2 separate regions of the Ovis aries genome follow, and region 2 is linked to region 1. Evidence: chromatin contacts called from public Hi-C data. All regions are on one chromosome and are shown on one strand. Each heading gives the region's core, a stretch centred on a gene start, on an enhancer-like site or on the middle of the called end of the contact. The rest is flanking DNA. Distances are from core to core; before and after follow the strand shown. Region 1 holds the start of SLC2A6 (solute carrier family 2 member 6). Region 2 overlaps ABO (ABO, alpha 1-3-N-acetylgalactosaminyltransferase and alpha 1-3-galactosyltransferase).

Region 1 (7,824 bases), core at 1,997-4,496:
TCACGGCCCAGTTAGGGGTGGGGCCTCGTGACCAGAGAGGGGTAGGGAACTGCCTGGAGGCGTGCGGCACAATGGCAGCCACCACCCCTGGCTTCCCGGCAGCGGGTTCATTCGTGGGCAGGTTTGTCCCTTCCTCTCTTGGGTCGGGCTTCCCCGGGTGGCTCAGACAGTAAAAACGTCTACCTACAATGCAGGAGACCTGGGTTTGATCCCTGGGTCTGGAAGATTCCCTGGAGAAGGGAATAGCAACCCACCCCAATATTCTTGCCTGGAGAATCCCATGGACGGAGGAGCCAAGTGGACTCCAGTCCATGGGGCCCCAAAGAGTGGGACCCGGTTAAGTGACTCACGCTTTGGCTTGTGCCTTCCGGCCCCTGCTGCTCAGCGGCCCCGTCCCCTTACCCCCCAGCCTGCACGCAGGAGGTGTTTTGCGTGCCTCTGGATGATACTTGCCAAGGGCATAGAGGGACAGTGACCCGAACACCGCCATGAGCTGGGGCGTGGCACCCAGGGCCCCGCGCACGCTGGGGGGAGCAATCTCAGACACGTACACCTGCAAGACACAGCCCACCCGGCCTCTGCTGAGCACATGTGCCGGCCCGGCTAGGATGAACAGGGTGGCCCAGTGAGCCCCGGGAAGCAAGGGAGTGGGGGCTTCCATGGGTTCTCGCCCTGGTCGTGATCTCAGCAGGACCTCAGCTGCCTGAACAGTCAAGTGGGCAGAACCACTCAGCCCTGACAGGGTGGAGGCCCGAGGGCCCCCAGACTCTGGCCTCCGCTCCCCTGAGCTAGGGCTTCGTGCCCAGCTGGGCCTGCCCAGCCCTGACGTGGGATCGATGGGTAACATGCTGGGTCCCAGGAGGGGTGCAGGGCAGGGACTTCCTTTTCCTCCCTGTTACGTTGCTCAATGTGGATTTTCTCTGATTGAGCAACGAGTCTGCCAGGCCTCAAGACAGGAAGTTTGGGGAGTCCAGACTGGGGGCAACTTGGGGCATGGTGTCACATTTCCCCCATGTTAGCTGCCCTGGGGGTGCTGAGCTGAGGCTCCCTGGCAAACATATCCCCCTGGATTGTGGGGGGGAGCCTCCAAAGCCAGGAGCCCTCAGCTCATGGTGATCAGTGCAAATACTGAGGCAGTGAAGGGACCAGGCTGGGCAGTCCTGGCCTTACCGGGATGCAGGCAGCTGTGAGCCCCCCTGCGAAGCCCGTCAGCATCCTTCCCAGAAGCAGCATCCAGAGGCCGTGGGCGCCCGCCATCAGCGCATAGCCGGCTGCTGAGGGCACAGCTGAGAACATGATGCTGAGCTTCCGGCCCAGGAGGTCATTGAGGACCATGGCACTGAGTCCCCCGGCGGCCGCACCGAGGGTGAACACGGACTGCAGAGGAGGGTGCGGGGCAGGCATGTCTGGGCGCTCTGGGCACCCAGCACCCCCACCCCGACCCCATCAGAGCCTAGAGACACCTGCTCTCCCAGGCTGTCCCGGGAGCCTGGGCTGCAGGACTGGGGCTGTGGATGATAGTGAGCCTCCTGTCCCCAGAGGGGTACAAGCAGCACACTGACAGCTGTTTGTGAGGGAAGCCACAACAGGTGTCTGCCATGGTTCTATCCAGCTGGATGTTTAAACGCCTAGTACTGTCATATAGCAGAGAGGAGGGTTCTGTGACTTGAAGCCCTTGGGATTCTAAGGTTTGGGGTTCTCGGACTCCCTGCTGAGCACACAGGGAGTTGGACCCAGTTAGCAACCTGGGCATCCTACTGAGCCTGAGCCTCAGTTTCTGCAGCTACATCATGGGGAGAGCAGTGGCACCCACTTCACAGGGTTGGCCCCGGAGTGAACAAGCTCTCGTGGGAAGTGCCAAGCAGGGGCCCGGCACAGCCTAGGTGCAGAGCGCGTGTTGGGTGTTATTATCTTAGCTAATATGCTGAGGTTGCAAATCCAAGGCTACTAAGACAGCAGTTCTAGGCACTTGGGAGTCCGAGGACCCATGCTCTTCCTACCCACATGCCCACCATCTCTCCTGGCACCCTTGTGGCCCAGCAGTGCTCTTCCCATCAGTACCAGAGTGTCCTGCCTCCCCTTGTCCAGGGAGGTGCCTGCTCTGCTGTGGGGGGCAGTCTGGGGAACCCTCAGCCCCGCTGGGTAGAGATCTTAAGGGACACCTCCCCACCTGCTCCTTCCCACGCCTTCTCCATCAGCTTTCACTTCCCGCTTTCATTTCGGAGGCACTGTCTGGCCTCACTACCCCCCACCCCTACTGCCGACCTGGGGTGGATGGGGGAGGGGCAGACCAGGGCCCTGGAGGGGGTCCTGTGGCTTTGCTTGGGGAAGGGGGCTGGTTTCCTAGTTGGGGACAGAGTGCAGTGGGTCCCCGGTCCCTCTGCCCTGTCCCTTAGCTCAGAGCATGGCACTTACCCCGAACCAGGATGCCTGGGTTTTGGTCAGATTCAGGTCTGGATCCAAGGACTGCTCCAGGGCGGGGATGACGGGGGACGTGTAGACCAGGGCGTACCCGAAGCTGAAATTGCCCAGCACAGCAGCGAAGGTAGCCAGGAACACTCTCTTGTTCTGCAGGACCCTGGTGTGTGTGGGGGCGGTGCAGCGCTGTCAGGATCTTTGAGTCCCCCCACTTCTAACTGCTGCCTGGCCTGAGCACAATGGATGCCTGCTCAGAGGGCAGTGCTGGGGACAGCTGGGTCAAGAGCTGGTCAGACTGGCACCTCCCGGGCCTGAGCACCAGCTTCCTGGGGAAGCCCCCGGGGCATGAGGACAGCTCATTGCTGGGGCTGGGACACGGGTGCAGGGCGCTGTTCCCAGAACAGGAGCCCTGGCGTCTGCCCCCAGCTTTGCCACGCAAGAAGGCTTGCTGCTTGACTTTAGGCAAACCCCTCACCTTCCCTGGGCATCCATGGTCCTGTCTCTGCCAGCTGGGGGCTGGCCTAGTACTCGGGGGGGACCCGGACTAGCGTGTCTGAACGAGGCGGTCCCTTGGGGGCCACTCCCAGACAGTCAGTGGAGGCCCAAGGTCGGGGAGCCAGGTGCCCACTGGAGGTTACCAGGCCATCCGCATCCTCCACCCGCAGACCCTACGCCAAACGACTCTCACCCGACCCGCGTCCTCTCCCCTGGTGACGGGGGCGGCTTCTCGGGGAAGGTGTCATAGTCCCGGCCTTCGGCTCCCAGCAGCGGCTCCTGCATGACCGGCTCCTCCCGCCCGGGCGCGCCGCGAGTGGCCGGGGCGGCTCTGTCCAGAGGCGCGTCGGGCCGCAGCGGATGGAAGCATCCGGCGGAGCCCGGAGCTCCGCCCCCCGGCCGCGATTGGCTGCGGGGCGGCCCTGCCGAGCGGGCGTCGGCCAATGGGGCGGCCGCGAGTGGTGCGGATGCTGAGGATGCTGGCGCGGAGCTGGGTGGGGCGGCCGGGCTTTCCCCGGGAGCCGACTCGCGTCCCGGCCGGAGTAACCGGAACCGGGAGGCAGGGTTTTCCCTGGACGCCGCAGGCCCCTCGTGCGCCCTTGGAGGCAGCAGGGCTCGCTAGGCAGATAGGAGCCCTTCACGTGGGGAGACTCTTGGAAGTCGTGCGGGGCCTGGTGCAGGCTGGGTACCAGCCCTGGGGGCGTAGACCGCATCCCTGCATCCCACCCGGGGCCCAGTTGGTATAAGCTGGGGGAAGCTGAAACCCAGAGAGGGGCCGCAAGGCGTCAGGGTCACCCAGGGGATATTTGTGCCCCTTCGAAGGAAGGCCGTGGGCTCCGCCTTGCGCTCCACGCCCTCTCCCTGCCACAATGCGTCTGGAGTCACCGCAGTCCCCTAACGCGGTGAGACCTGGCAGGCTCGCCAGATCCAGGGGCCCCTCAGCCAGGGTGTGTGGCATGAAGGCAGGAGGGGGTGGCGGTTCCTGTGGGCGAGACTTGTATATTTTCCTATTTCTGACTGGGGGAGTAACCTGGGCTTGTAGCAAATCATCCAGGTAATAAGATACAATTTACAAATAGGAAAAGCAGAAACTGAAAATTCCCTGGAAGTCCAACCTAAAAAAACTCCCCAACCAACCAAATAAAAAACCCAACCCAACCCACACACGAACGCACACACCACAGAACAATGACAAAAAATACTGAGTCACTAGTGCCAACTCTCCCTTTGGACTTTTTCAGAGAGGAGAGAGGAAGATGGATCAGACCCTATTGTACTGAATGGACGTCCACGTATATTTCAAAACCGATCCTTCCTTGTTGAGCATTTGGATTATTTCCAAATTGTATCTGTCAAAATAGCAAAGAGTTTTAAGAAGTTGTTACAATTCTCTTTTATACTCATCGAAGTAGATATAACCATATATATTAGAATAGACAAAGCAGAGACGTGGGAAAACCACGCGCTCTGCCAACAGCCTCAGCTTCCCCTCTTTTCTCCACGTACCTGTTTGCATATTTGCACACTGGATGTGCATCAGATCGTGTGGCACTTCACGCTTTTAAGCACTTTCTTCTTGCTATCAGGGACATAGTCTTTGGACTCAGCACATCCAGTAAGTGGTGACTCCAGCTACAATGCTGCGTGGTCCTCATGACCGTAGTTTGGAAATTGAGATAGAAGACATTGACTCTGAGCAGGACCCGATGGGGCTTTCCCGGGACAGAACATCACCTGCCTTTTGTCTATAGAAAAACGTTAGCCATAGAATGAATTCATCCAGAGAAAGGGGAAAAAATGCAGAAGCAAAGAAAAGCAAACAGGGAAAATAATAAAGTTTAGTCATTAAACAAAGTCAAGGACCTCTTAGTTCCTCCTCAAAGGCTATAGATAATACTCTGAGTCATCTCCTGTGAGCTGTTGGCTGATTCTGAAACCCCCATCAGGTGGAAGGAGTTAACTCCTTGATGACCAGACCGTAGCCACGACAGGAGGTGCTGCAGGCCTCAAAGAAATGGACCCAAGCCAATCACGGAACTGAAAATTAACTGTACTTAAGATGACGCCGATGAGACCACTGTGTGACCAATTTGATTGGTGGACCTGACTGTGCTGTTTTGGTATGTGGCCCCCTCCCTCCACCTAAGGCACTTCAGTTGTGTCCGAACCTTTGTGACCTTATGGGCTATAACCTGCCAGGCTTCTCTGTCCATTGGATTCTCCAGGCAAGAATGCTGGAGTGGCGACGTGTGTCTGGTATGCCTCCTCCACTGGCAGGCCAGTTCTCTACCACCTGGGCTTCCCTCATAGCTCAGAGGGTACAGAATCCACTTGCAATTCAGGAGACCTGAGTTTGATCCCTGGGTTGGGAAGATCCCCTGGAGGAGGGCATGGCAACCCACTCCAGTATTCTTGCCTGGAGGACCCCCATGGACAGAGGAGCCTGGTGGGCTGAGTCCATTGGGCCGCAAAGAGTCAGACAGGACTGAGTGACTAACCACAACGCGGCCCAGCCCTTGGGAAGCCCTCTGTCACCTGTGAAAATCCCGAAATCCCCCGAGCAGCGAGCGGAGTTGGCTTTTGGACCCGAGTCGGCCTTCTCCCCCAGGTTGCTGGCCTCCTATACAAAGCAAGCTTTCCTTTCCTACCAACACTTGTTCCTTGAGTACTGGATTGCAAGCTTCAAGCAGCCAAATCTAAGCCCAGTAGCAACATGTCAGACGTACGGCACAATGAGTAAACTTCTGTGTGCCCCCCAGGAATTGCAGCTCAGATCACGAAAGAGGCTTCTGGGACCTCCTTGGTGGTCCAGTGGCTGAGACTCTGAGCTCCTAATGCAGGAGGCCCAGGTTCGATCCCTGGTTGGGGGACTAGATCCCACATGCTTCAACGAAGATTGAAGATCCTGCATGCGGCAACTAAGACCCGGCACAGCCAAATAAATACATATTAAAAAAGAAGATTCTGATCACCTCCAGAGAGCACCAGGCACCTCTTTCCAGTCACGTGGGCCCTCCTGAGGTCCCGTCACTGACTTCTGTCCTTGTGGATTGGATTGCCCTACTCTTGAAACTCTTGAATGGACTCCTGCTCTTGTTTTTGGCTCTTCCCCATCCCCCCAGTTTTTTCCCATTAAAATTTTTTTTTTTTTCTATGTGGGATTTTCCCGGATCAGGGATTGAGCCCATGTTTCCTGCACTGGCGGGTGGGTTCTTAACCAGTGGACCACCAGGGAAGTCCCCAGGTGGTTGTTGTTGTTGTTTTCTTTTAAAGTCAGCTTTATTGAGGGACAATCTACACACACAGGAAAATGAACTCACTTTAAGTGTGCAGGTCGATGAGTGTTGACAACTGTATCACCCCCTGGCCCCCAATCGAGACAGAGAACCACCCTCCAGAATCCCCCTTCCCAGTCAGTATGCCTCCCCCACCCCTAAGCAGCTGCTGGTCGTCCGTCTCCGACTGTCGACTGCACTCACCTTTCCTAGAGCTTCACAGAAAGAGACCTGGAGGGCACGTGCTTCCTTTCTGGCTTCCTTTAAGCGGTGCGTCTGCGAGACTCATCTGTGCTGTGTTCTCTAGTGGCTTACTCTGCTTGTTGCTGTGTGTGTGAGCACCACTCTTTTACGGGTGGTTGGGTTTCACGGGGCTCAGGGCAAGTCACCCTAAAATATGCAAAGTGGCCGGCTGATTACTCTGAATTTAGGCTACTTGAGGAAAGCAGTGGATGCTGAAGGAGGCCCTGCCCCTACTCTCTGTCCCTGTGAAAGAAGGGAATGAATTTCCTGTGGGGAAGCTAGCCTTCTTGCACCAGGAGGCAGAGAGTCAGGCTCATCCCCAGAGATGGGGAAATCAGGGCACCAAGACTGGTAACAAACCCGCCCAGTTTCTTCACTAACTGGTACCCAAGACTAAGTGTCTTTGTCTTGTCAGTTCTTGACAGATTTGTTGTTTCTTTGTCTAAAAAACATAAAGGCTTCTTGCCTTCGGTCATTTCTTTGGGTTCTATGTCTACGAGAGCACTGTATGTGTGAAATTCAATTCGTTTAGTTTTCCTCCTGATCTGTCTTGTGTCCATTCAATTATCAGACCAGCTGAAATAATGAAGAAGGGCAGGAGGAGGGGTTCCCCTCCTGGACAGGCCATTTTCAGTTTGGGGCTAAAGGATAAATCTTGTATGACTCTCCTTGTTCACAGCCCCTTCTTATGGGGTTTCTAAGGTTATCAAGTGGATGAAGCTGGAATTGCTCATGAATCTTTTTTTCGTGGGCATTGAGAAATCTGTATGCAGGTCAGGAAGCAGCAGTTAGAACTGGACATGGAACAACAGACTGGTTCCAAATAGGAAAAGGAGTACATCAAGGCTGTATACTGTCACCCTGCTTATTTAACTTATATGTAGAGTACATCATGAGAAACGCTGGGCTGGAAGAAACACAAGCTGGAATCGAGATTGCCGGGAAAATATCAATAACCTCAGATATGCAGATAACACCACCCTTATGGCAGAAAGTGAAGAGGAACTAAAAAGCCTCTTGAAAGTGAAAGTGGAGAGTGAAAAAGTTGGCCTAAAGCTCAACATTCAGAAAACTAAGATCATGGCATCTGGTCCCATCTACTTCATGGGAAATAGATGGGGAAACAGTGGAAACAGTGTCAGACTTTATTTTTTTGGGCTCCAGAATCACTGCAGATGGTGACTGCAGCCATGAAATTAAAAGACGCTTACTCCTTGAAAGAAAAATTATGACCAACCTAGATAGTATATTCAAAAGCAGAGACATTACTTTGCCAACTAAGATCCCTCTAGTCAAGGCTATGGTTTTTCCTGTGGTCATGTATGGATGTGAGAGTTGGACTGTGAAGAAGGCTGAGCGCCGAAGAATTGATGCTTTTGAACTGTGGTGTTGG
Region 2 (7,824 bases), core at 3,745-6,244, 170 kb before region 1:
GGAGGAGCATAGTCTCGAGGGAGGGCAAGCACTAAGCCCTCTCTCAGCACGTGGGAACTTTGCCATAACAAGAAATAGACATTTGGTCTCTGCCACAGCCCTCCCTTTACCCGGCACTAGTCTTCTAGGACCCTTGGGAGGTCCTGGATTGTAGGAGCATCTTTTGTTCTGATGAGATGACTCTGGGTGGGCTTGGGGGTAGTTCAGGATAGGGGCTGGTCACCAGAAAGACCAAGCCAGGATTATAAACTTGGAACTTAGAACCTTGTGCCTCACATCCCTTCCTAAGCTAAACATTCAGAAAACAAAGATCACGGAGTCTGGTCCCATCACTTCACAGAAAATAGATGGAGAAATGGTGGAAACAGTGACAGACTTTATTTTGGGGGGCTCCAAAATCACTGCAGATGGTGACTGCAGCCATGAAATTAAAAGATGCTTACTCCTTGGAAGGAAAGTTATGACCGACCCAGACAGAATATTCAAAAGCAGGGACATTACTTTGCCAACAGAGGTCCATCTAGTCAAGGCTATGGTTCTTCCTGTGGTCATGCATGGATGTGAGAGTTGGACTATAAAGAAAGCTGAGTGCTAAAGAAATGATGCCTTTGAACTGTGGTGTTGGAGAAGACTCTTGAGAGTCCCTTGAACTGCAAGGAGATCCAACTAGTCCATCCTAAAGGAAATCAGTCCTGAATATTCATTGGAAGGACTGATGTTGAAGCTGAAACTCCAATACTTTGGCCACCTGATGCAAAGAACTGACTCACTGGAAAAGACCCTGAGGCTGAGAAAGAGTGAAGGCGGAAGGTGAAGGAGACGACAGAGGATGAGATGGTTGGATGGCACCACCAACTCGATGGACGTGAATTTGAGTAAACTCCAGGAGTTAGTGGTGGACAGGAAGGCCTGGCGTGCTGCAGTCCATGGGGTTGCAGAGTTGGACACGACTGAGCGACTGCACTGAACTGAACTGAACTGATAATCCCCTCCTCCTGGGAAGGGAGAGGGGCTAGAGGTCAAGTTAACAATCAATCACGCCAGTGAGATGAAGCCTCCATAAACAGCCCTTAACTGTGGAGTTCAGAGTGCTTCCAGGTTGGTGGATGCAGGAAGGGGCTGGGGGGAAGGTGCTCCAGGGAGGGCTCAGGCGCCCGCCCCTTCCCCATCTGGCCCTATTTACCTCTTCATCCGACTGTCTCTGGGCTGCATGCTTTATTACAAGGCAAGAATCTAGTAAGTAAAGTCTCCTTGAGTTCTGGGAGCATCCCAGCAAACCATCCAACCCAAGGAGCGGGTGGTGAGAAATGATTTATAGCCCGTCGGTCAAAAGCTCAGATGACAATCTGGAACTTGAGACAAGGGTCTGAGTGGGGGCAGGCTGCGAGGCTGACCGTCCACCTGCGGCGTCTGTGCAGACTGCAGGGAGTGTCAGAATCACCTGGGGTGGGTAACCCCAACGCTTGCTGTGAGTAGACAGAACAAGGTTTTCTTTCAGAGACAGAGCTGAGTTTCAAGCCCCCTCCCCTCGCAGGGGCTCTTCGTGTCCTGTGGTCTCTGCCCCTTCTCCGTTCTCCAGCCAGCAAGGACCCCTTTCACCTTCCCCTGACTCTTATTTCACGAGTGTTCATTCTCTCGTTTGTCACCCTGCCAGGATCCACCAAAACAGCTCATGCCAATCTGCCCCTCCAGATGTGTGCTGACCCCCGGAAATGTATGCCACTAAAAACTGTCTGGGAGTCACAGAAAAGTGAAAGGAACCAGGCAAAATGACTGTTCATATGATAGACTTTGTGCAACCCAACATATCCAGAATAGTATCATTTCAGCATGTAATTGATGTATTGATTGAAGTTTAGTTAATCGACAATGCTGTGTTAGCTTCAAGTGTACAGCAAAGTGGTTCAGGTATACATCCATACCTGTGTATTCTTTTTCATGTTCTTTTCCCATATAGGATATGACAAGATATTGAGTAGAGCCCCTGGGCTATTCAGTGGGTCCTGTTGTTCGCCTGTTTTATATACAGTGGTGTGCCTAGGTTAATCCCCACTCCTAGCACACTTTTCATGGACTGAGTGTTTGGAGCCCACTGGGCACCTCACGCTGACAGCCCAGCTCATCCTGGAGCAGTCCTGTCTCAAGCATTCAAGGCCACACGTGGCTGGCGGCTCTGGAAGTTCAAGGAGGTGTGTATGTGGGTTTCAGAAATGACAGTGAGCGCCTCCAGGTCCCCTGGCAGGGACGTGGCAGGATGTGACAGAACCCCCGCAGCTTGCATCCTGACCTGCCCCTCTCCAGCCAACGGGTGTCGGGAGCCGAGTTAGGCATTACTAACAAAATGGAGGCACGGCCCTAAACCCCCTCCCTTTGCTCCATAGGCACGGACCCGGAATGAAGGAGTTAGGCTTTGTGATTCTGATTTGTTTTTTCCTTTCCTTGGCTGAGTTGACTGAAGAGAATATTAAGGTGCTTATTGTTTTTGAGAGGAGCATGAGAAAGCATAAAGCCTTCTGCAGCTGTGCTCAAAGAATAATTTATAAAGTTAATCGCTGACATTTGTTCAAGGACTTTTACAAAAGATTGTTCCAGGGTGAGCACGCAGGCCGCAGCTTGAGGCCATGGGAGGGATTGCTATCTGAAGCCCATTTGTGAGAAAAGTGTTTATGGCAAAGGAGTTTGTTGAATTTAGGGCTTAGGAATAATTAAAATAGTTAGAAGCTAAAGATTTAAGGATTGCAATAATGTTAGCATATTCTACTATAGCTTATAGAAATTAGGGACTTTAGAGATATTATTAGCTAGAAGCCCTTTCTAAGAAATAGTGAGCTTAGGATACTAGGGGCAAACAGGACTCAGAAAGATAAGAAATAAACTGAGGACTGTGCTGTGCAGCCCAGACATTAGCATGAGTTACAGCATATTCACAAAGACACATGAGAAGAAGTAGATAAGAGAATTGCTGAGGAAGGAACTCCTTTTGAGGGGCAACAATGATTTTTTGAGAAAAATAAATCTGGATCAATGGGAACTAAAAATATCAAATCTCTGACCTAATACTTTTGTAAAAGTATAAAAGAAAATCATAAGCTTGAAATAAACAGGCAGTCCAAGAAAAATGAGAGGCTGCCTCAGTTTCTCGCCAAAACCGCTCACCCCTTCAGGTTGAATGCCTGGCTGCTGGAGCTGGACTCCGGCAGAGGGGCCTCAAGCAACCTCCTTCACTTCTCTGAGCCTCAGTTTCCTTGCCCATAAAATGGGGCTGATGAAAGCGGCTCTCTGGGCGACTTCCTGTCCCGAAGCTCGGGGATCTAGTGCCTCGGTGACAGGCTGCTGGCACTCTCTCGGGCACTGGAAGCAGGAGGTGTGGGCACAGGCAAGGAGGCCCGGATTAGGAGACAGACACTGGTATGTGAAGGCGAGCTGGGACTATCAGCCCTCAGACACTGATGCTCATGGAAAGGCCTCAGGGATAACCCAACCCAGTCCCCAGCTTCCTTCCCCAAGAAGAAACAAGAGAAGATTCCATGCCTGGTGTGGACCTCTGCACAGCTCCTGGTGACCACAAATTAGAGGCACCTTTCATCGGTCCTTCAATGTGTACCAAACCCACTGAAAATTAGCCCAGCCTCCCATAGCACAGACAGAAAGGAAAGGAAAAGGGCAAAAGAAAGACTGGAACCAGGGAGTGAAGTGAGAGAAAGGCAACCATAAGGTAGGTAGTGGCAGGGAACCCACCGGTCGCAGCCACAACAGAAACTCCGTCTACTTACGAGGGCTTGAGCAGCTGAGCCTTGGGGTAAAGCAACCTGTGGACAAGACATGCGTGTGAGCAGACACTCACATCACCAACGCCAGAGCTGCCAGGGGCCTTTTCCTGGTTCAGTGGGCAGCTCTGCCAGGAGGCGGCACTCAGCCACAGGGGCTTCCTTCCTTCCATCCTCCCATCTTCCTTCATCCAGCCACCTCCCACCCCTCCCCCAGCCAAGGGGTGTCAGGGGCTTCCCTAGGGATAAACAGACAGATAAATTCATGGGGTGGAAATGTGAGAATGGGCTAGGAGGCTCTTCCCCGTCTAATGCTCAGCTGAGGTTAGAGACTCTCCTGTGGTCTAACTCGTTACAAGGAAGGTCTTGGTGTCCTGCTTTATTCAGGAGTGGGAAGCACAGGGGTGGCCTCTCCCACCCGTCCACCGGCTGCATCACGTCTGGAGCCACCTCACTGCCCCCCTCCGCTCTCCTGCTGGCTCCTTCACCCTCCATACCCTCCCTGGCAACCCTGTCAGTTTTCAACAGAGCTGAGGGCTTAGAAGCTACAGCTAGTCTACCCTGGGTAAGACCGCTGAGCTGGGACAGCCAGGAGGCCGAGGTCACGGGGGGCTCATCTGTGACCCCACCATCTGACGCCTGCTCCCCCTGCTCCCATTCTCTTCTGCCCCTCGTTAGCCTCCTCCCAGCTTCTCTTGCTCCTTCCCTCCTGATAAATCTCACAATTAGACTCAAAGGGGATGTGAGGGGGACAGTGGAGCAGGGAGACAGCAAGTTGACTTGCCCAGACACCGCCCAAAGACGTGGTCTACAGTACCTGGGTACCTCGGGTATCCTGCAGGTGTCCAGGTGGCCGTCACCTTCACTGAGGGAGGAAAACAGAGCGCTCAGAGCTGATGGCGCTGGGAGAAGCACTGCTGTGCAGCCCGGCCAGGCTCCTGAGGGCCATCACGTCGCAGCCCCTACTGAGGAGGGCTCCGCATGGCTGCAGAGCTCGGCCGTGTGGGCAGGTGAGGGGACCGGGGGCGGGAAGCAGAGCGAAGACACCTCGGACACGATGGCGGTGTCTGGGTGCCTGAGTCTGCCCGAAGCAATGCCACGCCAGATGGTGACAAACCAGCCTGGGGAGAGCCCCGCTCCGGGGGTGGGTGGGGAGCCACGGGCCCCCAGGTCGGCCCTGCGATCCGAAGGGAAGCTCTGGCGACGGCCCCGTCAGCCCTGGGAGCCCCGCTGCCACCCTACTTGGACTCCTTCTTCTCCAGCAGCAACCGCTGCAGAACCACGCCATTTTCACCCTGGCTGCAGAGGGAACAGGCTCCCGGTCACTTCAGGAAAAAGGACTGCCTTGATAACTAAGCGCCCCTTCAAGAGGGGAGGGCGCTAACCAGGCAAAGGCTAGGCTTACGTCCCCTTCCCACAGCCCGGCCCTCCCTGCCAGCTCCGCCCCTTTCCACCAGCTCCGCCCTCTCCACCGGCCCCGCCCTCTCCACCGGCCCCGCCCTCTCTACCGGCCCAGTCCCTCTCCAGCAACCCCGACCCTTTCCACCAACCCCGTCCTCATCAGCCCCGCCCCTCACACCAGTCCCTCCTCACCAGCCCTGCCCCTCCTCACCAGCCCCGCCCCTCACCAGCCCCGCCCCCTCCCCCGGCCTGTCCCCTCCCCACCGATGAAGCTTGGAGGGGAGGGGCCCGGCTGTTCCAGTCCCGAAGACCAAGCAAAGTCTCTCCAGCTGCTGCCAAGGCTCAGGAATGCCAAGTTTTGTGGATAAAAAGGAAGAGGTGAAAGTCATTACCTCAAAGGCAGGCCCTCCCGTTGGCCCTGCAGGTGGTGGGCCTCAAGGCTGCTGAGACAGAAAAGCCCGGTCAGCTCAACCCATTCATCCACCCTTCTACCCAGCAAGTAATTTGCTGGGCCCCAAGGCCTGAACAGAGGAGGGAGCTGGGCTGGACTTGACTTGGAGGTCCTGCCTTGCGGGCTATTGCAGGAGGCTGGTCAGGAGTGCTCAGCTTATCTGTTGTCGGTCAGCCAGAGACTGACGATCGCGGAAGAATTAGCTCTGGGAGGAAAAATGAGCCTTTTCCCGTCTGGGTGCTAATGGGGTCAGAGGGCGCCCTGTCACGGACTGGCTACTGGGGATGGCCTTACATAGAATCAACACTGGTCACTGGACTGTAAAGAAAGCTGAGCGCTGAAGAATTGATTCTTTTGAACTGTGGTGTTGGAGAAGACTCTTGAGAGTCCCTCAGACTGCAAGGAGATCCAACCAGTCCATTCTAAAGGAGATCAGTCCTGGGTGTTCATTGGAAGGACTGATGCTGAAGCTGGAGCTCCAATACTTTGGCCACCTGATGTGAAAAGACCCTGATGCTGGGAAGGATTGGGGGCAGGCGGACAAGGGGACGACAGAGGATGAGATGGTTGGATGGCATTACCGACTCAATGGACATGGGTTTGGGTAGATTCCGGCAGTTGGTGATGGACAGGGAGGCCTGGCATGCTGCGGTTCATGGGGTCGCAAAGCGTTGGACACGACTGAGCGACTGAACTGAACTCTGGTCACTGCTCGTCCCCAAACCTGGGCCTGGAGCTGCTGCCAGCCATGAAGGGGTTCTCTCCACCAGAAAACAGGATTATGTCTTTGTAGTGTTTTAGGTTTGAGAAAACAGGGTAGGGAGAGGAACTCGGAATCAGCCGGGAACTGAGTGCCTCTTTCATTATAAGGACCTCCAATTCACTGTGTATTCTATTTTTATTTCTGTTCTAGATCTTTCTAGAAGGAACCACCTTGACTCCAAAGACCCATCCATTACCTTTGAGACTCTTCTGTCTGTCTTCTGGGGATCAGGTTGAACACGTTGCTGGGGGGACAAAAGAGTGTAGAGTTGAGTCATCACCAGACAGAGGAGAGCGGACAGGCTATGGTTTTGAGGCTGACACTTCAACACAGCATTCTGACCATTTGGTCTCTGGCTCCCGAGAAAATAGGTGTGGGGCCCGAGTGGAGCCAGTGGGACATCTCACGTGGGTGGAAGGAGAGAATGGCGTGCACAGGCAGATCCCCCAGGCGGTGCCCTAATCCCCCCTTCCCCCATTCCACCCTACTTTAACCCCAACTAATAACTTGAGAAATATCAACAACCTCAGATATGCAGATGACACCACCCTTATGGCAGAAAGAAGAACTAGAGAGCCTCTTGATGAAAGAGGAGAATGAAAAAGCTGGCTTAAAACTCAACATTCATAAAACGAAGATCATAGCATCCGGCCCCATCACTTCATGGCAAGTTGATGGGGGAAACAATGGAAATAGTGAGAGATTTTATTTTCTTGGGCTCCAAAATCACTGCAGTTGGTGACTGCAGCCATGAAATTAAAAGACCCTTGCTCCCTGGAAGAAAAGCTATGACAAACCTAGACACCATATTCAAAAGCAGAGACAGTACTTTGCCAACAAAGGTCCGTCTAGTCAAAGCTATGGTGTTTTCAAGTAGTCGTGTATGGATTTGAGAGTTGGACCATAAAGAAAGCTAAGTGCTGAAGAATGGATGCTTTTTAACTGTGGTGATGGAGAAGAATTCTGAGAGTCCCTTGGACTGGAAGGAGACCAAACCAGTCCATCCGAAGGAAATCAGTCCTGAATATTCTTAGGAAGGAATGATGCTGAAGCTGAAGCTCCAATACTTTGGCCACCTGATGCAAAGAACTGACTCACTGGAAAAGACCCTGATGCTGGGAAAGATTGAAGGCAGGAGGAGAACGGGATGACAGGATGAGATGGTTGGATGGCATCACCGACTCGACAGACCTGAGTTTGAGCAAGCTCTAGGAGTTGGTGATGGATAGGGAAGCCTGGAGTGCTGCAGTCCATGGGGACGCAAAGAGTTGGACACGACTGAGTGACTGAACTGAACTGAATAGCTTGTAAGTATTAGCTTGTAATAGCTTGCTCATGGCCTTGCTCTCTGTGGCTAGGGGACCCCAGCATCAGAATCATCTGGGGAATTGTTTTTAGAGGCAAATCCAGACTTCCTGAATCCAGACCTGAGCAAGTTAGGA

Evidence for each region. A called contact is a pair of places that touch in the nucleus more often than the background predicts.
Region 2: a contact with region 1 is called in a Hi-C map of liver, with 2.7 times the contacts expected there. The contact joins the enhancer-like site here to the promoter of SLC2A6 in region 1. A contact is called at or near these places in 3 of 16 Hi-C or Micro-C datasets (blood, liver and muscle).

Annotation. Positions count from the first base shown.
Region 1 is chr3:2,579,338-2,587,161 of ARS-UI_Ramb_v3.0, reverse strand. SLC2A6 (solute carrier family 2 member 6) reads right to left here and starts at 3,246. Exons shown (of 10, transcript XM_042248008.1): 1 at 3,107-3,246; 2 at 2,416-2,578; 3 at 1,171-1,377; 4 at 454-553. The coding sequence starts at 3,198.
Region 2 is chr3:2,751,876-2,759,699 of ARS-UI_Ramb_v3.0, reverse strand. It overlaps ABO (ABO, alpha 1-3-N-acetylgalactosaminyltransferase and alpha 1-3-galactosyltransferase), which reads right to left. Exons shown (of 9, transcript XM_060411630.1): 3 at 6,579-6,629; 4 at 5,561-5,611; 5 at 5,010-5,066; 6 at 4,585-4,632; 7 at 3,774-3,809. Among named protein-coding and RNA genes, the nearest start is that of ABO, 26 kb to the right of the region's middle. Within about 2 kb of position 4,994, at least 17 of the 54 cell types and tissues checked have an H3K27ac peak or open chromatin away from gene starts, as enhancers often do. A contact at or near this core is called in liver, where this site is marked.